Linked DNA regions of Mus musculus: all the other regions are linked to region 5. Evidence: chromatin contacts called from public HiChIP or PLAC-seq and promoter capture Hi-C data. All regions are on one chromosome and are shown on one strand. The core of a region is the stretch at or near the end of the contact, and the rest is flanking DNA. Distances in the headings are between cores, read along the strand shown. Region 1 holds the start of Slc1a3 (solute carrier family 1 (glial high affinity glutamate transporter), member 3). Region 2 holds the start of Npr3 (natriuretic peptide receptor 3). Region 3 overlaps Golph3 (golgi phosphoprotein 3). Region 4 holds the start of Mtmr12 (myotubularin related protein 12). Region 5 holds the start of Dnajc21 (DnaJ heat shock protein family (Hsp40) member C21). Region 6 overlaps Skp2 (S-phase kinase-associated protein 2). Region 7 holds the start of Zfr (zinc finger RNA binding protein).

What was found. Promoter capture Hi-C pulls out the DNA fragments that hold promoters and counts their contacts. HiChIP or PLAC-seq counts read pairs in DNA pulled down with a chosen protein or histone mark. Capture Hi-C pulls out chosen DNA fragments and counts their contacts.
Region 1: a contact with region 5 is called in an H3K27ac HiChIP or PLAC-seq map of embryonic stem cells, with 4 times the contacts expected there. The contact joins the promoter of Slc1a3 here to the promoter of Dnajc21 in region 5. A contact is called at or near these places in 2 of 39 promoter capture datasets (cranial neural crest and hippocampal neurons) and 1 of 115 datasets of contacts at active chromatin or transcription factors (embryonic stem cells).
Region 2: a contact with region 5 is called in a promoter capture Hi-C map of hippocampal neurons, with 2.7 times the contacts expected there. The contact joins the promoter of Npr3 here to the promoter of Dnajc21 in region 5. A contact is called at or near these places in 1 of 39 promoter capture datasets (hippocampal neurons) and 1 of 115 datasets of contacts at active chromatin or transcription factors (embryonic stem cells).
Region 3: a contact with region 5 is called in a promoter capture Hi-C map of liver, with 6 times the contacts expected there. The contact joins the enhancer-like site here to the promoter of Dnajc21 in region 5. A contact is called at or near these places in 3 of 39 promoter capture datasets (hippocampal neurons, liver and pre-B cells) and 1 of 9 other capture datasets (macrophages).
Region 4: a promoter capture Hi-C map of liver shows a contact between it and region 5, with 4 times the contacts expected there. The contact joins the promoter of Mtmr12 here to the promoter of Dnajc21 in region 5. A contact is called at or near these places in 5 of 39 promoter capture datasets (the 3T3-L1 cell line, hippocampal neurons, liver and 1 more), 1 of 115 datasets of contacts at active chromatin or transcription factors (astrocytes) and 1 of 9 other capture datasets (liver).
Region 6: a promoter capture Hi-C map of liver shows a contact between it and region 5, with 4 times the contacts expected there. The contact joins the enhancer-like site here to the promoter of Dnajc21 in region 5. A contact is called at or near these places in 17 of 39 promoter capture datasets (the 3T3-L1 cell line, 3T3-L1-derived adipocytes, the C10 cell line and 12 more), 1 of 15 datasets of contacts at CTCF or cohesin (large pre-B cells), 6 of 484 Hi-C or Micro-C datasets (the Ba/F3 cell line, Th2 cells, adipose-derived mesenchymal stem cells and 3 more), 13 of 115 datasets of contacts at active chromatin or transcription factors (the 230-238 cell line, the SCID.adh cell line, acute myeloid leukemia and 7 more) and 2 of 9 other capture datasets (embryonic stem cells and macrophages).
Region 7: a contact with region 5 is called in a promoter capture Hi-C map of liver, with 2.9 times the contacts expected there. The contact joins the promoter of Zfr here to the promoter of Dnajc21 in region 5. A contact is called at or near these places in 4 of 39 promoter capture datasets (hematopoietic stem and progenitor cells, hippocampal neurons, liver and 1 more), 2 of 484 Hi-C or Micro-C datasets (CD4 T cells and embryonic stem cells) and 1 of 9 other capture datasets (liver).

Annotation. Positions count from the first base shown.
Region 1 is chr15:8,709,469-8,712,168 of GRCm38.p6, forward strand. Slc1a3 (solute carrier family 1 (glial high affinity glutamate transporter), member 3) reads right to left here and starts at 1,339. Exons shown (of 10, transcript NM_148938.3): 1 at 871-1,339. It overlaps Gm31340 (a long non-coding RNA gene), which reads left to right and starts at 1,558. Exons shown (of 5, transcript XR_383822.2): 1 at 1,558-1,604.
Region 2 is chr15:11,904,248-11,906,947 of GRCm38.p6, forward strand. It overlaps Npr3 (natriuretic peptide receptor 3), which reads right to left and starts at 1,427. Exons shown (of 8, transcript NM_008728.2): 1 at 639-1,427. The coding sequence starts at 1,392. It overlaps Gm5144 (predicted gene 5144), which reads left to right and starts at 2,278. Exons shown (of 2, transcript NR_131059.1): 1 at 2,278-2,700.
Region 3 is chr15:12,329,244-12,331,943 of GRCm38.p6, forward strand. All of the region lies in intron 1 of Golph3 (golgi phosphoprotein 3), which reads left to right. Among named protein-coding and RNA genes, the nearest start is that of Golph3, 9.1 kb to the left of the region's middle. Within about 2 kb of position 1,353, at least 13 of the 459 cell types and tissues checked have an H3K27ac peak or open chromatin away from gene starts, as enhancers often do. A contact at or near this core is called in liver, where this site is marked.
Region 4 is chr15:12,203,665-12,206,364 of GRCm38.p6, forward strand. It overlaps Mtmr12 (myotubularin related protein 12), which reads left to right and starts at 1,364. Exons shown (of 16, transcript NM_172958.4): 1 at 1,364-1,615. The coding sequence starts at 1,535.
Region 5 is chr15:10,469,224-10,471,923 of GRCm38.p6, forward strand. Dnajc21 (DnaJ heat shock protein family (Hsp40) member C21) reads right to left here and starts at 1,293. Exons shown (of 12, transcript NM_030046.2): 1 at 1,042-1,293. The coding sequence starts at 1,138.
Region 6 is chr15:9,118,927-9,121,629 of GRCm38.p6, forward strand. Skp2 (S-phase kinase-associated protein 2) reads right to left here. Exons shown (of 10, transcript NM_013787.3): 7 at 2,626-2,703. Among named protein-coding and RNA genes, the nearest start is that of Skp2, 20 kb to the right of the region's middle. Within about 2 kb of position 1,280, at least 14 of the 459 cell types and tissues checked have an H3K27ac peak or open chromatin away from gene starts, as enhancers often do. A contact at or near this core is called in bone marrow-derived macrophages, hepatocytes and liver, where this site is marked.
Region 7 is chr15:12,116,535-12,119,234 of GRCm38.p6, forward strand. Zfr (zinc finger RNA binding protein) reads left to right here and starts at 1,317. Exons shown (of 20, transcript NM_011767.2): 1 at 1,317-1,413; 2 at 1,705-1,804. The coding sequence starts at 1,377.

The sequences.
Region 1 (2,700 bases), core at 89-2,588, 1.8 Mb before region 5:
GGCACATCTATAAATGATCTAAAATCACAATCCATTTTCATATCATTAGAAGGTAGGAGCATGAAGCACCATCTGTGTTCAGGGCAAACCCGCAAGCCATGCGAGGAGGAGACCTTCACTGCTGTCTCCGTATTTTGAAATTTAGGATTTTGGGGATAGAGGAGGAGAGAAGCCAGCTTTCATTCCAAACATTACAGCGTGTGGTTTCTGGTTTCTTTAAAGTGCTCTTAGGTTATTTAAATACAAACGCCTAACCATTTTCCTTGCTGGCAATCAAGGGCTTCCTCCTGCCGCTGTACATGAATCCTAAGCCCTAGACTTTGGCGATGATCAGCAGCGCCTGTGGACGTGTGTATCTGGCAGAGTCGGAGCCAGCGTGTGCATCTGTGGGGGAGGTAGCTGCAACTCGCAGGCTTTCGGTAAATCCAAGGTTGGAAAAAAAAAGACTTAAGAGTTTTGACTTTTAAATAAAATTGTAGGTTGAGATCATTGATAGTAAGACCTGCAGTGTATTTAATACTTTACACTAGATTAAAAGTTTAAAGAGGGGGGATAAAGAGAGGAGAGTCCAGATTTTTTTTAAACTAATAATTCTGATGTCCTTAACCCGCCAGTTCCCCTTAAAGTACACCCGTTCAATCTTGATTTTTATTCTAGATCTCGAACGTCCGTCTACTCCCCCACCCCCAACCTCGATCGACTGAATTTCAAACCCAGAGAGGACTGGGCTTGCATAGTTAGCACACGCCGGCTGCTCTCGGTCCGAACAGGACCTTACCTACCAATATGGCTAGCTTTACTCCGGCGCTCAGCAAACAGAAAAGTGGGACGCAAAACTGAGCCCCGCGGGCTACAGAAGGCTGCGCTTACCTTTTCTGACTCTGGGATGGGAGGAAGACACCCCGGGCTACGTGGAGGTGAATTCCCCAGCAGGTAGCTCGGAGTAACAGCTTAGCGAGCGGCGGAGCAGGCTGGCCCTGACAACATGCATGTGCTCTGAAACCGCCACTTACTATCAGGCAACTTAAGAAAAGAGGAGGAGCCTGTACTGGGGAAAGGGGGAGTGGGAAAATGAAAACAGCAGGAGGAGGGGGGAGCCCGAGCTCCCCGGAATATTGATTAATCTTGGCACCACAGAAGCACGCTTTATGGCTTTGTTTTGCTCCGTAGACCACGTTCACGCCTTGTTAGTTCACTTATATTAGAAACGCAAAATCAGGACCTGAGAGAATCGAAAACTAAAGCGCTCACACACATGGACGCTGGAAGTCCGGATTAGAACGTCTGGGAGACTTCTCCAAGGCCACGTTTAATTACCTCATTTCAGGTTGCCTCCCCTTCAGGGGACGTCAGAGGGTGTTCTTTTGCCTGCTCACACAACTGTTGTAGCACCCCACCCCTTTAGCATTGGGGACATAACTGAAATTTCTTGGAAGGATCCTGAATACAATTAAGTATAGAGAGGAGAATGCTTACTGCCGCCCTCTCAACTTGTATAAAGTTACTCAAAACACAAGGTGAGACATGCCCCTGTTTTACAGTTTAAAACTCCAATATAAGGAATCTGATTGGGCTCTGGCTGCCTGCTCTGCGGACAGAAAAAGGTAAGAAACACAAAAAAATCAGGATCGCTGCCAAACTAGAAAGTAAACTCTGTTTTAAGACCAAGAGTGCAGATGCACACTCATGACTTCCAAAGGTAAGCTATTCAATTGCTTCCGTTTAAAGAATGCTGAGTGCCCCCATCCCCGTTTTCAGGAGTTAGAAAGTTCTCTTGGTTTTTGTTTTCTTGTTCTTTCTCTCTCTCCTTTTCTGTTCTCTTCCTCCATCTCTCTCTCTCTCTCTCTCTCTCTCTCTCTCTCTCTCTCTCTCTCTCTCTCTTTCTCTCTCTTCCTTCCTGTGTGTGTGTGTGTGTGTGTGTGTGTGTGTGTGTGGTGTATAGTTGGCTGGTTAGTTGGGTTTTGGGTTTTCAAGACAGGATTTCTCTGTGTAGCTCTGGCTGTCCTGGAACCAACTCTGCAGACCGAATTGGCCTTGAACTCAAAGATCCACCTGCCTGTCCCTGCCTTGCAAGTGCTAGGACTAAAGGTGTGTGCCACCATACCTAGCTTTTTGCCATTTTTCTTAAAAGGAAAACGGACTGCACAAATATACAACCTGCAAGTTAAAAAAGGAGTTGTTGAGAGTGACTTACCCCTCTCTCCTCAGTTTTAAGAACTTGTTGAGGTGAAGGAAAACGGCTCACTAGAAACATGAAAACACACCCAAGATCACAGCCCACATTCTATTTGCTGGTTCCCTAAGATCCCCACGCAAAGTCTGCTCAGTTTTCGTGTCTGTCATCCAAACACCAAAATATGTCATTTTGTTCCTCATTAGCAAATCCAGGGAGCTATGTTTTAAAAAAAAAAAAAAAAGTTCCCTGCCAGACTTAATTGTTCATGTATGTGCTTTGGAACAGCTGCTAGTTGGAAAGTAATGGTTGGTTGTAAGAGTGCCTGACCTGTCAAATTAGCAGCAATTGTAACAACTTCCTACCATAACACTACTTTAACAATTTAATGAGAATCTTCGGTCTCTTGTCAGCCTCAGCCCTCCGTGATCTTTTCTTTCCTCTTGTCCCTCAGATCCCTTAGCATCTGCATTCGATTGCTTAACACTTAATTATGTGCTGCCTTGGCCCTGTGCCCTTGATTCCCA
Region 2 (2,700 bases), core at 177-2,676, 1.4 Mb after region 5:
CGAAGCCCAAAGCTCCCGGGGGAAGTGAGAGTCGCCTGAATTCAGACACGGCGACGCACTTCTGGTGCTTGTATCGAAGCTTGTAAGACACTAGAAAGGGCATGGAAGGAATCTAAAAGGAAGGCTTTAAAAAGAGACCTAGGGTCAGTGGAAAGAGCAGCCAGGGGAGCCAGGAGATGCGTCCCAACCCCCAGCTAGTCAAGAAGCTGCGAGACTGCTGGGGCGTCCCCAGACGCTGTGGCCCTGCCAGGGGGCGCGCGACTGCAATGGACAGAGTAGGGAATTCCTGGAACTCACGGGACTCCGGAGCTGTCGAAGAGGGGGAAAACCCTTGGTGTTTAGCCACACCTGTCATACCTGGGATGGCGCTAGCAAGCGGCTCAGACGTTCCCTCGACTGGCCAGATCCACCTCCCCGAGACTGTGTAGGCACACCCCTTCCACCGCGATGGGCTATCCTCCACCCGTCCCTGGATCAGGCAGCTCACACTTGGACAAGCCCCCGCGCGACCTCCACGGGTCCTTGGGTTACGGGGAAGGGTGGGGTCTGCAGAAGATTGACTTGGTGGGGTTTGGGGGAGAGCCACTGAGAACCGCTGAGTCAGAGCCAAGGACCCCCCTGGTCCCGCTCCCGCTCACCTCGCTCGCTGCCTTGGATGTAGCGCACTATGTCGTCCAGGTCCAAGTCTTTGGTCTCGTCGAAATTGTAGGCAGACGTGTGCAACCCCTCCTCCTGAAAAACCTCGTGGACCCCCTCGAGGGTGAAATAACAGTTCCTCTCGAGTTTGTCGTCGCTGTAGACCAGGGCTGCACGGCTCCAGTGGTGGTGGCGAAACAGAGCGAGCATCATCTCTCCCATCTTGGCGTAGGCAGGCGCCACGCGCGTGAGGTGCGAGTATTCCGTGTCCTTGTGCTGGAAACCGGCGGCCAGCGCTCCTGCGGACAGCATCGGCAGGTCCCAGTGAGACGCCAGCCGAGCCACCGGCGCCGCCGCGTACTCGCACACGGGCCCCAGGATGAGATCCGGCTTGGCGCCGCGCGCCGCCGCCACGCGGTCCACAAGACTGAAGAGCGCGCGGTTGCCGCAGTCCGAGTCTTCGTAGGCCACCTGGAAGCGAGTGCCTGGCGGCAGCAGCTTCCTCCCGGTGCCATTGCCCTCCACGCTACGCAGCGCGTACTCGATGGCCGGCCTCACCCGGGCCAGCGAGAACAAGTACGAATCGTCCCGGGGCAATAGAACAAGCACCTCGATCTTTTGAGCCGCCAGCGCCTCTCTCGCCCGGCGCCTGCTGCCTGGCCGGGTGTCCCCGGCGCCGCTGCTCGCGCCGCCAGCCAGCAGCACCCGGGCCAGCAGCACGCACGCCGAGAAAGTGAACAGCAGCAAGGACCGCATCGTGTTGCCAGCAAGCGCTCGCCCTGGCCGCCGGCTCGCCCTCTGCCCCCCACCCACCCTGCCCTTTTCCTCCCAGCTCTTTTCTTTCCTCTGTCCCTGCGCCCCCTTGGGCGCTCCAAGAAAACAGAATACCCCCTTCAGTAACTCGCCAAAAGATAGGAAGATTCCTCTACAATGTCCCTAGGTTTAAAAAATAAAAAAAAAAATTTTAAAGCAAAGAAAGAAAGAAAAAAGTTCACAGAATGTAAACCTGTGCGTCTGTAATATACATATAGACTTATTATCAATATATATATTCTCCCTCCCTTTGCACATAGGCTATTTGGCTTAGAGGTGGCTTCTTATTTGGGCGTTGCTAAGGTTGCGTTTGAAGGCCTTATTTGTAAAAGAAAAAAAAAAGTTAAACTTGTCCAAGTGCTTGTAATTGACGGTGCACCTCCTTCGCGTTTGATCCCATTGATTCGCGCGGCTTTCTGGATCCATAGCCGGGGTTTAAATAGCGTGGCAGCGGCGCAGCGCGTTACCACACATGGCGCGCCGAGGCCGGGCTTGTCTCTGCAACGGGTGGGGTGGGTGGGGGTGGGGCGGGGTGGGGGCTGGGCTGGGGGAGCCTCTCATTAACATTCTTACATCAGGGCTCCTCCCCGCACCCCTGGCCTACTCGCGGTTGCCGGGTCCCTAAGCCCCACTAGTTGCCGGTGCTCAGATTTGGCCCAAAGCCGCAACCGCCCACGTCTACACCCGCGGGAGACCTCGCGGCACAGCGTTACTCTAAGGTCCCCGCCTCTCCCTGGCTCCGCTTTCTCCAACCCCAGGATTAAAAAAAAAAAAAAAAAAAAAAGTGTATATATGTTTGAAAGAAATGAGTGCGCGCACATACACAAAGCACACACTCATACACACACACTGCAAAAACGAAGGGGAAATGTTTCTCCAAATTGGTGGCTTCCTTGCAAAACTCCATAGACTCTCACCTCTTTTCTTGATCTGGCCACGTTCTGTCTGGGTGCGCCCAGTCCTGTCCCGCACCTGACCTTTCTGGTCCCTGGAGCAAGGTCGGGGAACAAGGAACAAGGTCCTGGTGCAGGAAAATTCATTTGCAGAGCTGGTAAGCCCATCTGGCCTGCACGGTGTCGCACCGCTCCTTCCCCCACCCGGCGTGGGTGCCCTCCTCCCTCTGGGCTGCTGGGACACGCTAGAATCACAGTGGGCGCAGCGTCACCGTGTCCCAGTGCGCAGCCCCTCCGCGGGGTCACTGAGACCAGAAAAGCGAAACTTGTTGCTTCCGATGTTGGATAAATGATTCCG
Region 3 (2,700 bases), core at 103-2,602, 1.9 Mb after region 5:
AATAATTTTATACCATTTAAAACAAAAAACAGAAATTACATGTATTTAAATTTAGTTATTGAGTAGGATTTGCCAGTTTTTGAGATTAAACAAGTTTAACTGGTAATTCGTATTTTCAGTTAATCAAAATATGTCATTCATGTATCAGTTCCTTTGCTAAGTGCTGAGGTTTCTAAGATTTTTAGCTTTTTTTTTTTTAAAGATTTATTTATTTATTTATTTATTACATGTAAGTACACTGTAGCTGTCTTCAGACCCTCCAGAAGAGGGAGTCAGATCTCATTACGGATGGTTGTGAGCCACCATGTGGTTGCTGGGATTTGAACTTCGGACCTTCAGAAGAGCAGTCGGGTGCTCTTACCCACTGAGCCATCTCACCAGCCTAGATTTTTAGCTTTTAAGGGACAATCAGTATACATAGGAGACAGCACTCCAGATGATTTGGGTATGATTGGATACCAACTTCAGAGAAAAACAGAAGGTGTAGACTAGGGACTAGAGAAGAACCCTCAGATCAGGAGCCATGGGACTATTGTCCTAGTTATATTTCTGTTGCTGTGATTTAAACAAATAAACATCACTAAAGGTAATTTGGACAGGAAAGGATTTATTTCAGCTTATAGTTGTAGTCTGTCATAAAGGAAAGTCAAGATAGAAAATGTAACCAGGCACCGAAGCAGAGCCCACAGGGATGCTGGCTTGTTCCTGGCTTGCTCAGTTACTTTCTTATATATGCAAGACCACCTGCTGGAGACGGCATCACCCATAGTGGGATGGGTCCTTCCACATCAATCATCTATCAAGAAAGTACCCTACAGGCTTGCATATAGGATAATCTTATGGGGACCTTTTCTCAATTTAGGTTCTCTCTTGTGGCTGTAGTTTGTGTCAAATTGACAAAGTAACCAACACAAACTACCCATGGTTTTGACTTGTAGCTTTGTCTTTTTTGACTCCTCCTTGGGAGAACTAGACTAAATGTTTTTGAATTTTTAGACCTCATTGTTTCCTGGGCAAAACAGACCTCTATTTGTGGTCTGTCTCATAACCTGTTATAGGACCTAAGGGCTAAAAAGGATTTAGAGCCGGGCGTGGTGGCGCACACCTTTAATCCCAGCACTCTGGAGGCAGAGGCAGGCGGATTTCTGAGTTCGAGGTCTACAAAGTGAGTTCCTGGACAGCCAGGGCTATACAGGGAAACCCTGTCTCGAAAAACCAAAAAACCAAAATAAATAAATAAATAAATAAATAAATAAAAATTAAAAAGGACTTAGGCTGAAACAAATGCTGTTGGCTGGCTCCTGATACTCCCTCTTCTTCACTCTCTTTCAGTGCTGAGGGTCAAACTCTGACCTTGAGCATACTAGGCAAGTGCTCTGCCACAGAGCCCAGCTTCCACTATTGCCGTAAGTTCCTGACCATCCTGGACATGATAATTTAGTGAATATTTGACTCATTCAGCTACTTACCTATGCCTTTTCACTGAATCAATCTGTCTCTGTGCCTCTCTCTCTCTCTCTCTCTCTCTCTCTCTCTCTCTCTCTCTCTCTCTCTCTGTGTCTGTGTCTGTGTCTGTGTCTGTGTCTGTGTCTGTGTCTGTGTCTGTGTCTGTGTGTGTAAAAAAGTATCCCCCTCCCCTCTGTTTTTTTGTAATCCCAGACCATCTGGGCTAGGAAATCTGGAAACCTCAAGTATTTTGGTTTCTTTTCCCTAGATGTAAGCCCAGAGTCTGTGGTTGTTTCCATTATTTCTCTTCTCTGGAATACTGTTCACTCTCTGGAGGTATCAGAAGCCCCAAACTTCAAAATCAGTGACTTCTATGGCAGCTGTGTTGTATAAAGTGATGGGTGTGGTTGGCAGGCAGTAAGTCTTATTTCCTTATGCCTTCTGTTTCCAGAAGAGAAAGCTTGTGAGGAGCCTGGCCTCTTCTGGCCCTTGTTGTAATCAGTTCTTCCCACATTTTGATCATCTTATTTCCTCTTTGTTTGGTGTTTTATTTTTTAGGGAAAGAAAATAATCTTTATTACTTTCCAAGGCCAGAATCTTCACAGAAGGTGGCTAGGGCAGGTTTCTACAACCTTTAAAAATTATTTAAGAAAATATCTTCTGTATTTATTTGTATGTGGATGTGGGGGGTGGGGTGCTGTCTGGAGGTCAGAGGACAACTTGTGAGAGCTGGCTCTCCTTCCACCATGTGGTTTCTGGAGTTACTATATATTGGGGTAGCAAGTACTTTGACACACTGTTTATTATTGGGACAGGGTCTCCAGCACCCTTGGCTGGCCTCCAGCTCTGTGGCTGAGCGTGTCCAGGAACTTATCATGATCCTTCTGCTTCTACTCCTAGAGTGCAGTGCCAGGTTGGGATTGCAGGCACTTCCACCATCCTTGGTTTATGTTTGTACATCTGGGATAGGCAAACTTCCCAGTTGAGCTAAATCTCTAGCACTGGTCCACAGACCTATAAAAGTATTTTGTCATTAAAAAAATAAATATATGTATGTATTTATGCATAGTGTAAATAACAGCAGTTAATGAAAAAAAAGGCCATGTGTTTGAAACAGAGCAAGGGGAGTGTATGGGATGGCTTGGAGGGAGGGAAAGGAAAGGGGGAAAGATGTAATTGTATTGTAAATTCTAAAATAATTTAAAGAATTAACGTAATTTTATTTGTGTGTGTTGTGGGGAGGGTCATATGCCT
Region 4 (2,700 bases), core at 114-2,613, 1.7 Mb after region 5:
ATGGGGGAGGGGGACGGACACAATCAGAAGAGGGTGGCAAACCAGCTGGTTTTTTGGTATTTAAAACGTTTCTTTTGTTGGCTCCCATTCCTGGGAAGTGTACAGACCCAGAGACAGTGTCAAGTTTTCAGAGTCGTATTACAACAGGGCTTGACCTTCAGCAGATGTTAAAGATCAGGGTGATCTAGTAACACTTAACGTTAGCTTGACGGCCGGCAGAAAGGGACATTTGCTTGGTGAATTTCTATCAAAAGCCAGCATTTCTGTTTATGGGTTGGGTCAGATCCTGGAAACAAAAGCAACAGAATCTGTCTGGCATATCGGAATCAGAGAGGTCACCTCTCCTTCCTGGGAACCAACGTGGAAAAGCACAGTTAATTGCTAGGTTTTGAGAGGAAGGTCTTATTTGTGATCTAGGTTGCCTGGGGACTTCCTAAGTAGTCCGAGCTGGCCACAAATTCACTATCTTTCTGTCTGGCCTTCCAGGTGCTGGAATAGCAGGTGTGCACTAACCACCCTTCCGTGTCACTTGTAGTACTTAGTTGGGAATTTTAAAAGAAATACAAGGGGGTGGTGCAGTTGGTCAGACTAAGGCATAGCAAGGTGCCTGACACTTGAAAAATTAACTGCAAATGTTTATTGGCTTTTCACAGTAGATGGAACAACTTCGGGTGAGCTGCATCGTATCTTATTCTTCTAACACAATGCTCCACAGGGAGAATTCAATTTGGTCTTGCTCACGCGAGGCAAGTGCCCCAAAGGTGGAATTCAAATGAATAGAAATGAATAGTGTGTGTGTGTGTGTGTGTGTGTGTGTGTGTGTTTTATTTGCTATCTTGGCTTAATATGAGAGGTTTGTCGATAACTTGGGAGAGCAGATAAGTCTTAAGGGCTTTTGATATCTTACCAGTTAGAAACCAAGCGACAAACAAAAGAAGTTTGAAGTTGAACACAACATTTTACGTCACTTTAGTCAGTTCCTATCCGCTCTGTCTCTCTTCATTCGTCTAAAGTCTGAACGTCGTCGGTGTGGTTTTGAAGCTTCTGCGGAGGCATTCTGTTCAGCAAGCTGAATTTCAAAGCTGCTGGCCAGTAAAAGAAGCAAAATGGGTAGAACGACTTGCCCGCAACAACTTAGCGACGGCAGGACCATTGGGCAAATGGCGACATTCTCGCTAGCCAATCGTGGGGAAGCCCGGAGAGAACGCTCTCCGCATTGGCTAGAGCAAATACCTCGGCCAACAAGGGGTGGGCGTGGCCAGTCCCATGCTGTGGGCGGGACCTCAGCCGGAGCAGAGCGAGCGGCGGTGGGCGTGTCCCACGGTCGCTAGGCGGGGCGCGTGGCCTGGGCGGAGCGAACGGTGTCAGCGGCGGAGCCGGATGCGGGCGGTACTGCTGCCGCCGCCGCGGCCCTAGGGATGGGCGGAGCCCCGGCCGCTGGTGCTGGTGGCCGCCGCCGCTGCCGGAACCTGAGCCGGAGCCGCCGCCTCTGCTGTCGCCGCGCTTCGGCTTCGTTGCTTCGCAAGGCGGCGGGATGCTGGGGAAAGGGGGAGTCGGCGGTGGCGGCGGCACCAAGGCGCCCAAGCCCTCCTTCGTGTCGTACGTACGCCCTGAGGTGAGAGTGCGCCGGGCGAGCGCGGCGGCGGGTGGAGCGGCCGGGGCAGGGGCGCTTCCTGCCGGGGTGCCGGGCGGGGCGCTCTGGGGCCTCCCGGGCTGGCCGCGGCCCGGACCCCTGCGGCAGGCCGGGCAGGTGCTGGGGCAGGGCCCTGTCGCTCGCCACCGCGCCTGTGGGCGGGAGCCGGAGCCCGGGAGGTCCGGCGGCTCCGGCGCCCCAGGTATCCGGGAAGGGAAGAGAAAGCTTGCGTGGTCGGGAACCCGACGGGGTTCCCCCGGCAGCCCGCAGCCCGGTGTGTGTGCTCTGCCCGGGACTTTTCTCCGCGAGTCCTGAGAGTTCGTCTCTGTCGCGGGTGGTGCACTGCTTTGCGTCCGCGCTGCTGTATGTGGGTCGGCCTTGGCCTCTTTCGGTGTCTGCCCAGAGCATCCTCCTCCCGCTTCTTCCCATTTCATCTCCCCCCTTCCAAACTGCAATTCTAGTCGAGAAGTGCATTCACTCGGGAAATACTTTCTGCGCTCCTACTGTGTGCCAGGTACGATCCTGGAAAGCTTGTGCTAAGTATCAGTGAACAGAACAAAGATCGAGCTCCTTGGGAGCTTATGTAAAAAGAAACAAACAGTCAACGATATGCGATTATTAATTGTATAGTACTTAGAAGATGGTGGGGACAAGGAATCCTTTCATTCTTGCAAAGGTGGTATTTCAGTCAGGACGTTAGAGGACGTTAGGTCTAGGTAAGGAGTCCTGGACGGCCCCAGGGAAGGCTGCCAGTTCTGGAGTTCCGTGAATGAGGAGGACATTGAAGAGATCAGAACTAGAGCATGTTGAAGACTTCTGGAGCAGTCGTTCCTTACCTTTTAGTAGACTCCTTCTCATTTTCGATTTGTGAAAGTTGTGTGCGGTTTTTTTTTTCCCTGCTTTTGCAATTTTGTTTGTTTGTCTCTCGATTATGTAGCCTGGCTGTGCTGGAACTCACTATGTAGAGCAGTCTGGCCTCGAAGTCACAGAGCTCTGCTTGCCTCTGCCTCCCGAATGCTAGAACTCAAGGTAGTACGACCATGCCTAGCTTCTGCAATCTGTCTGTG
Region 5 (2,700 bases), core at 43-2,542:
TCTACAGAGTGAGTTCAAGGACAGCCAGGGCTACACAGAGAAACCCTGTCTCGAAAAACCAAAACCAAAACCAACAACAACAACAAAAAACCAGCTAAAAACAAAACAAAAAACCAAAATCTACATATTATACCCTCATGCATGTGACTTGCATCTTCTCGACAGGGATGAGAAAAACTGAGCTTCAACTTGTTTGCGTTATATGGCGTTTTTTCCTCCTTTAAACAAACAAACAAACACTCCAAACTTATTAGTCATTTATATGACTATCCATCTTCTGTAGACTCTGGTAAGAACAGCTTAAAGGTAAACCGAAACTATTCTTAAAACACAACTACAACAAAAAACAGGTAAACCAGTCACGAAGAAAAAAAAGTATGTAAAATCACCCATGCCTGATGGCAATGGACAGTAATCCCAAGTAATTGCATGTAATTTACTTGGTAAGGTGAGGCAGGACGATCACTCGTTCAAAGGCTACCTTGGCAACGTAGCGAGAGACCCCATCTCAAAAGTGATTCGTTAAAAAAAAAACCAGGGGCGGTGTTGTGGATGCTGGAGCGCCTGGCAGCAGGTGCGCGGCGCTGGCTTTAATTCCCAGTACCCAGAGAGGCGGGATTGAGCCTCGGGACTCCCAAACAGACGGGGTTCAACTCCGAAGTTTCGAAGCCTGGTAGATGAAGAGACTTCGCCAAAAGTCCCGCAGACCCGTTTCACAACCACAGCAACCATGCCGGGGAAGCAAACTCCTAAGGAACCTCGCCCAGGTCTCCCGCCGTGGCAAACTCGTGTCCCGTGCGGGGCCGGGTCTGCGGGAGCCTGGGCATTGGGAAGGCGGGCGCGAGCGGGCCTGTTTAAAAGCCTGTCCCCCGGCTGGCCGGGCGACGTGAGGGGCCGGCAGCCCGGCCGCAGGAGCCGGAGGCGGCTGAGCGCCGAGCCCGCTTCCCCTCGGCGGTGCGGGCAGGGCCCCGCCGTCCCCACGGCGTGCGCCCCGCCAGGCCCGGGGTCGGCCGGCTGGGTCCCCGCCCGCCGGTCACCTACCCGGGTGCCACCTCAGGGCCAGCTTCCGATAGGCCTTCTTGAGCTCCTCCTCGCTGGCGTCGCGCCGCACCCCCAGCGCCTCGTAGTGACACTTCATGGCGGGGCTGGACACCGGGCCGGGGCCCGGGGCGGGGCCGACGCCCGGGCCCGGGCAGAAGCCGCAGCGGCGGCGCTGGCTGTCCTCTCCTCCGGCGGGAGCCCGGCGCCAGCAGCCCGCCAGCCAGCGAGCCCGGCGGCGGCGGCGGCAGCGGCGCGGGGTGGCGGAGGCGCGCGGCGGTGGACGACGCGGGCTGCGGCACGCGGGCGCGCGGAGGGGGCGGCGCCGACAGCTCCGCATGGGCGGGGGCTGGGCTGGGTTCCGGGGGAGCGGCGCGCCGCGGAGGCGGGGCCTGGGCAGGGGAGGCTGGGCGGGGGAGCCACGCCGAGAGTCATTGTGAGGGACACAGTAGGCTGTTTGGGTGGCACTCCTAGCCGGCCTGAAGGCAGGGCAAGGTAGGCTTGATAAGGAAGTAGTTTGGGAAATACCTTCCGGACCTTCGGATTAGTTCTCTGCAGACGAGGCAACTGGAGCTTCAAGGAGTTAAGTGCTGAGTTTCAGCCAGAAGTTCGTGGTGGAAACACACCGGGATTTACCATCTTTTCAATTCTCTTCAGCTACCACTTCCTAGGATCTCTTAATTCCCCCCCCCCCCCATCTTGCCTGATAATGCATAATAAGGGACAGTAAATAAGGTCATTGCCTAAATCAGTTTTTAAAGCATCTTAAAGGTAGCGTACCAAAAGCCAGGCTAGGTGCCCGGTATGAAGAACACAGCTTTAATCCCAGCCTCCACCCAGGAGGCAGAGGCCAGTTTATTCAGGAATTCCGAACCACACCTTCAATTATCTGTGAATTCAAGGCCTGCTTGAATAATGAGTTAAATTCATGATCCTGTCTCTGCTTCCCAAGTGCTGGGCTTACTGGCCTCCACAGCCAGACTAGGTTCTTTTACACATATATTAAGCAGAAAATGTCCACATCATAACAAGTACTCTTCCTAAGAATAAGTCATAAAGAAACATCAACTAACCAGTGTTGTGAAATGTCTTAACATCCAGCCTTGCTAAGACAAGACCTTAAAAAGAAAAGAGGAGCTAGGCGGTGGTGGCACATGCCTTTAATCCCAGCACTTGGGTGGCAGAGGCAGGCAGATTTCTGAGTTCAAGGCCATCCTGGTCTACAAAGTGAGTTCCAGGACAGCCAGGGCTATACAGAGAAACCCTGTCTTGAAAAACAAAACAAAACAAAACAACAAAAAGTTTATATAAAGCATTTCCTCTCCTGAGAACTTTCCTTGATGAGGGTGGGGTGGGGTGGGGGTGGACACATTTTTTTTTTCTTCCTCCCTGTGTGCTTTTGTTTGCAAACTCTAGAAGACTGAGTTGCCTGACTAGAGATGATGTTTCATGCCTGTGATTGCCAGCAACTGGGAGACCAAAACAAAAATGATTGCCATGAGTTTAAAACCAGCTTTCTGATTTAAAAAAATAAAATAATTTTTAAATACATGTCTTTTTTTTTACAACCCGCAAAAACCTGTTCCTTTACATGGAAATATTTAATAAAAGTTAAGATATTTATATGACCTAAGAGAAACCTGAGTGCTGAATGACAGGTAG
Region 6 (2,703 bases), core at 30-2,529, 1.4 Mb before region 5:
CCCCTCCCCCAACACCCCCACCTCCAGCCTTTTCTCAATGTGGCACCAGAGTGCATAGTTTCAAGGGTAGGTCAGGTCACAGCACTGCCTCGCTCAGCATAGCCACAGCTCCTTCCTACTGTGTTGGCGGCCTTACCTCTGCTACCACCTCATACCAAAGGCCTTTGTACCCATGGTCCTTTGCTCCACCTCATAGGTTAGCTCCCACACCAAAGGCCTTTGTACCCATGGTCCTTTGCTCCAGAATGTTCTCCCACAAGCGCCTACGTATTTCTCATTTAGATAAGAGGTCTTCTCTTTGGTCACCACATCTTGCACCAGAATGTCCTTCCACAAACCTCTATGTATTCAGGTGTTTATAGGATCAGAGGTCCTCCCTGGCCGTTCTATACAAAGGCAGTCCCTTCTTGCTACAGGCGACCTACCCACTCCGCCTTACTCTCTTCCCTCCATTCTAGCTTCATTCATAGCATTCAGGAAGTCTGCTCGTGGTGTGTCTGTTTTGCTCTGTGTATTTTTATATCATCTTGATTTCTGAGAATAGCCATATAATTATTCTATAAGAATATAAAGTGTTTAAAGGGAAAAATGTCGAAGTACCGCATAAGGAGTGATAGGAAATCAAGACATGGCTGCAGTTTTACAGGTCTACTCTGCCTCTCTGTCTGAAGACAGGCACCTGCAATGACAATGGTTCAAATGTAGATCTCAGACCACTCATGAAGACCAATTATGTTAGCCTGACAGATCTTTCTTCTTCTCAAGCCCCAGACAAACAGTTTCCAAATACAACCTAAGTGTTAGGATGCATTTCAAGATGTTTGGTTCACATCTTTTTAAACATAATAAGTAAATTACCTCTCCCCAGGGTGAGCTAATAACACGCTCAAGACACCGGGCGGGGTTGATTTTAGTACCTAAATTGATTTGGCTTCATGCAGCTAGATTGAATATTAGCCCAAGGCTGAGCTATGGAGTAACAAGAACAACAAGAACAACAACAAACACCATTCCTTTTGCAACCTCTTAGCTGTACAAATTAAGACTCTCAGTGTTACACACAGAGCACAAAAACAGCCAAGTGTCAGCTTGACCAACACTATGGTTATTCCCCACCTGACTTGAAACGCCTGTGTTCACCCACATTGTCTTTTAGATGAATTAAAAAGTTGAAGGTGTAAATGCTAACTTATCAGGTTTCTAGTTGGATTATTCAATCCTAACAGTGTTGACAATTTTGCTGGATTTCTGTGCTGTTCAGCAGCAGTTCTGGCTGCTGACCACTAGATGGCAGCAGCACACCTGCCCTGAGACTGTCAAAACCATTCCTTTGTAAGCAAAGCTTGCTCCTAGATAAAAGCCACTTCTCAGTCAAGGCATGCTTTTGTATCCCTGGGAGAATGACTCCAGGTTCCCTTTTGGATGCTCAAATCCAAGGGCACTGAAGTCACTATGCACATCTTCTTGTCTGCTTACTTATATCTAATATGATGTAAATGCTGTGTGTTACACTCAACTGATCAGCGACTCATGCCGAGAAAAGTTCTTAGATGTTCAATACAGATACAGTAGTTTTTCCTGATTATTTTTTGATCTGTTAATGGTTGAATCTGGATACAGAACCCATAGATTGAGAGGGCTGACTTTATTGTATTTACCTACATTTACATTGGGGTCTGCATAGTAATTTTATTTTAGTAAAACCAGTTCTTCTGGGCAGTGGTGGAGCAGCACTTGGGAGGCAGAGGCAGGCAGATTTCTGAGTTCGAGGCCAGCCTGGTCTACAGAGTGAGTTCCAGGAAAAAACAAACAAACAAAACACCAAAACAACAACAACAACAACAAACCAAAAACAAACCCAAAAAACAAAACAAAAAAACAGTTCTGGGACTGAGGAGTTGGCTCAGTCAGTAAAGTACTTGAGTTTGATTTGTAGCATTTGTGAAAAAAGAACAACAACAACAACAAAAAAACGAAAAACCCCCCAAAAACCTAGGCGGCATAGCATTTACCTATAACCTCAGGACTGGGCAAATAGATGCTTGCCTGCCAGTCTAGCAATATCAATGAGCTCCAGGGTCACTGAGAGACCTGGTCTTATAAAATAAGGTAGAAGGACTCAAAAGGCGGAGCTGTGGCTGAGAGCACTTGTTGCTCTGGCAAAGGACAGGAGTTTGGTTCCTAGAGCACACGAGACAACAAGGGGTCTGTTAACTCTAGTTGCAGAAGGTCTGATACCGCTACAGACTCTGCACACACATGGGATACAGGCAGAAAACCCACACATACAAGGAAACATTAAAAAAGAAACATGGAGAACTACTGAGGTGGTCAGTCACCCAATGTTGACCTTGGTCTTCAAGTAGACACACACACACACACACACACACACACACACACACACACACACAGAGCTTTAAAGCACTCGCCGTCTAGGCCCTGGACTCACAGCTTGCTCCCAGACCAGAAGCTATTTGCCTTTGCCTAACTCTTCTGATGAGCAGTCCCTCGGCTGAAGACCCAGACAACCGGTACACCGGACTAAGGGAGACAAGCAGGTAGCCTCGGTGGGCCCTGGTGGGCCACCATAAAGCCTCGGTGGGCCCTGGCCTAAGAAGCTCTAACCTGTTTTCTGGAGGTTCTTTCGGTAGCCGCTGAGGTTCAGCTGGGTGATGGTGTTTGGTAAATGTGCCACAGCCGCTT
Region 7 (2,700 bases), core at 67-2,566, 1.6 Mb after region 5:
ATCCCTAGCAGTAGAAAAGAAATGGGCGGGGGGGGGGGGGGTGGAGGTGGGGGAGGTGTGACTGAAAATGGCCTGAGACAATACAGAGATAACACTAAAGCATCTGTAATGAAGACACAGTTGCATGCAGTAAAGAACTATTTATAAAGTATTGATCCTGACCCAGGGAGACCTGGCACTCTTTTGAAGCTCAGGTAAGGAGTGAATAGGTGGGTAGTTTCTATTTTGAAACACTGTCTCCCTCTGTAGTGTAGGCAGGTCTAGAACTCTGGGAAATCCTCCTGTCTCAGCCTCTCCAATGATGGGATTTATAGGTGTATGCCCCTCTACCCAGGAAATCTAAGACTCTCACAAAGACATTTGAACTGGTCATCCCCGCACTCAGTTCTAGCCAGAGTGACTTCCTTGATACTCTATAGACTTCTCCACTGCCCTTCCTCCAGGTAGCTACCTGGGTGGTTTTCTTGCTTCTGTCAGGTCTCTATTCCAGGGCTTGCCCTAACCGCCCGAACTCCCCTTATCTTCATTGTCCTGTTTTTATTCCTAATACTCCAGTCCCACCCACCACATTTTCTATGTTTTTGGCTCTAGTGTGTCATAAGACTTCCCAGAACAAAAATTCCATGTGAACAGGGATTTTGTTTTGCTCCTACAACATGTCACGTTTCGTTTCTGGCATCTACAACGCCCAACACCTTGTTGGGGGCCGCCAACATGACCCTGAAAGGCTCCTTGTCTGTGAGGTGGGGCGGGGTCTTGGCAAAATGTGTGACCCCTGTGACAGGCAGGGTTCTGGGCAGATGCTTGGTGCAGCACTTCCTCTGCTCTTTTCCCCCCCATCGTTGTCTCCTCCCCTTTCCAAAGGCCAGTGACAAGCAACAGGAATTAGGCCAGCTCAAATGTTAATGGAAATTAAAGGAGAGAGGAGGGCTGAAAGAGAGAACAAACGCAGCCGCAAAAGTAAAGGAAACCGGTGAAAAAGTAAGGCGGCGAAAAGGCCAACAGACGTCACGCTATCTGGTCACGCTGCCCGACTCCCCCGCGGCCGAGCGAGGCGCTCTTCCTCCGCCTTGTAGCCTCCCTGCAGCGGGTGCGAGTCACCATCGCTTAGGATAAGGCCGGGCCCGTAGTCCCACGAGAGAACCCCACATCCGCACCCCAGAAATCCGCTCCTCGGGGGGCCCTGCGCCAGCCCCCGGGTGGGGGGTGGGGGGGTTGGCGCGGGGCGTAAGGACTACATCTCCCAGGATGCATCGCACTAGCGCGCTTGCGCGGTGCGGCCGGCGGCGGCGGTCTGTTCTCCGCTGAGGAGGAGTGGGGCAGAGGAGGGAGGCAGCGGGTGAGAGTTCAGAGTTCAGCAGCAGCAGCCCGAGCCCATGATTCCCATATGCCCTGTAGTTTCTTTCACCTATGGTGAGTCTAAATGTGGCCCGTGGAGGCCTCTGCCATGCCCTGCCCCGGCCCTGGGCGGCGGGTAGGCGCGGGGGTTGGGGCCAGCTCCGGGGAGGAGGCGGCGGCCGCCACCCGGGCGTGCGAGTGAGTGAGGGAGTGCGGGGAGGGAGGCGGACGGCGGCGCGGCCGCGGTCCCCGCCGGCCAGGGCGGCTTCTCACGGCCCCTTTTCTCTCCCTTGCCATCCCTCGGCACCCCGACCCCTTGACGGCTGCCCTCCCGCCATGGGACCTGACTCTCCGTGCCCGCCGCAGTGCCCAGCCGGCTGGGGGAAGATGCCAAAATGGCGACCGGCAACTACTTTGGATTCACCCACAGCGGGGCGGCGGCGGCGGCGGCTGCGGCCCAGTATAGGTAACGGCTCCCCGCCTTCTCCCTTTTTCCTCTTCCCTCCGCGCCCCGCGGTCCGGCTCCCGCCGACGCTCCGGCCCCGCGGCCGCATCCGCCCCCGCCCCCGCCGCACCGCCCCGAGAGCCCGGGTCCCCGCGGCAGGCGCGGCCGGGAGCCCCCCGCACCCTCCCCACACCCGCCCTTCCCTGCCGTGTCGCACTCGGCCTCCGGCTCCGGCGGACAGCGGCCCCCGGAGGGGCCGAGACGGGGGAGGGATGACTGCGGAGGGGTTGGGGACGTGGAGGGCCTTGGACGGCCCCGGAGGTAAAATGGCCTCCCGCGGCCTTGGAGCGGAGCCGAGCCGCCCGCTGCGGCCCCTCGGCTTCCCGGGTCCCCGCCTCCACCCTGTCACCCCCCCACCTCTTATCTTCCCTTTGGCTCGGGGAATGGAGAGAGAGTGAGCCGAGGGGCCTCGCGCGGAGTGCGGAGTCAGCGGCCTCTACCGCGACGCCCCCGGAGCCCAGATCACACAGCAGGTCTTTGTCGGTACCTTCCCTTGGCCCTGGGTCCCCGACGCCACCAACCACCCCCCTGCCCCCAGCCCCTCAGATTAACTGCCACTTTGCCAGCGTCATCGCCTCCATCTCATTCCCTTTGGGTTTTCTTGCTCGCGGAGATGTTAATATGCCAACCACCTGTGAATCGTTTAGCTGTTAGACCGAAAAAGATGTGCGAAGTTCCTAGGGTAGATGATGCGTGTGTAGCCTTTGGAGCCATTGAGGACGGCTCCAAGTGGACCGGTGGTTCTCCTTTGAGGTCTTCCCCCCTGCCCCTCGCCCCGCCCGGGGAAAAAGAAAATGCCAGTGACTGTATACCGAGTAGTTGTGGTGCCTGGGATGAATCCTCTACCTCCAGATAGC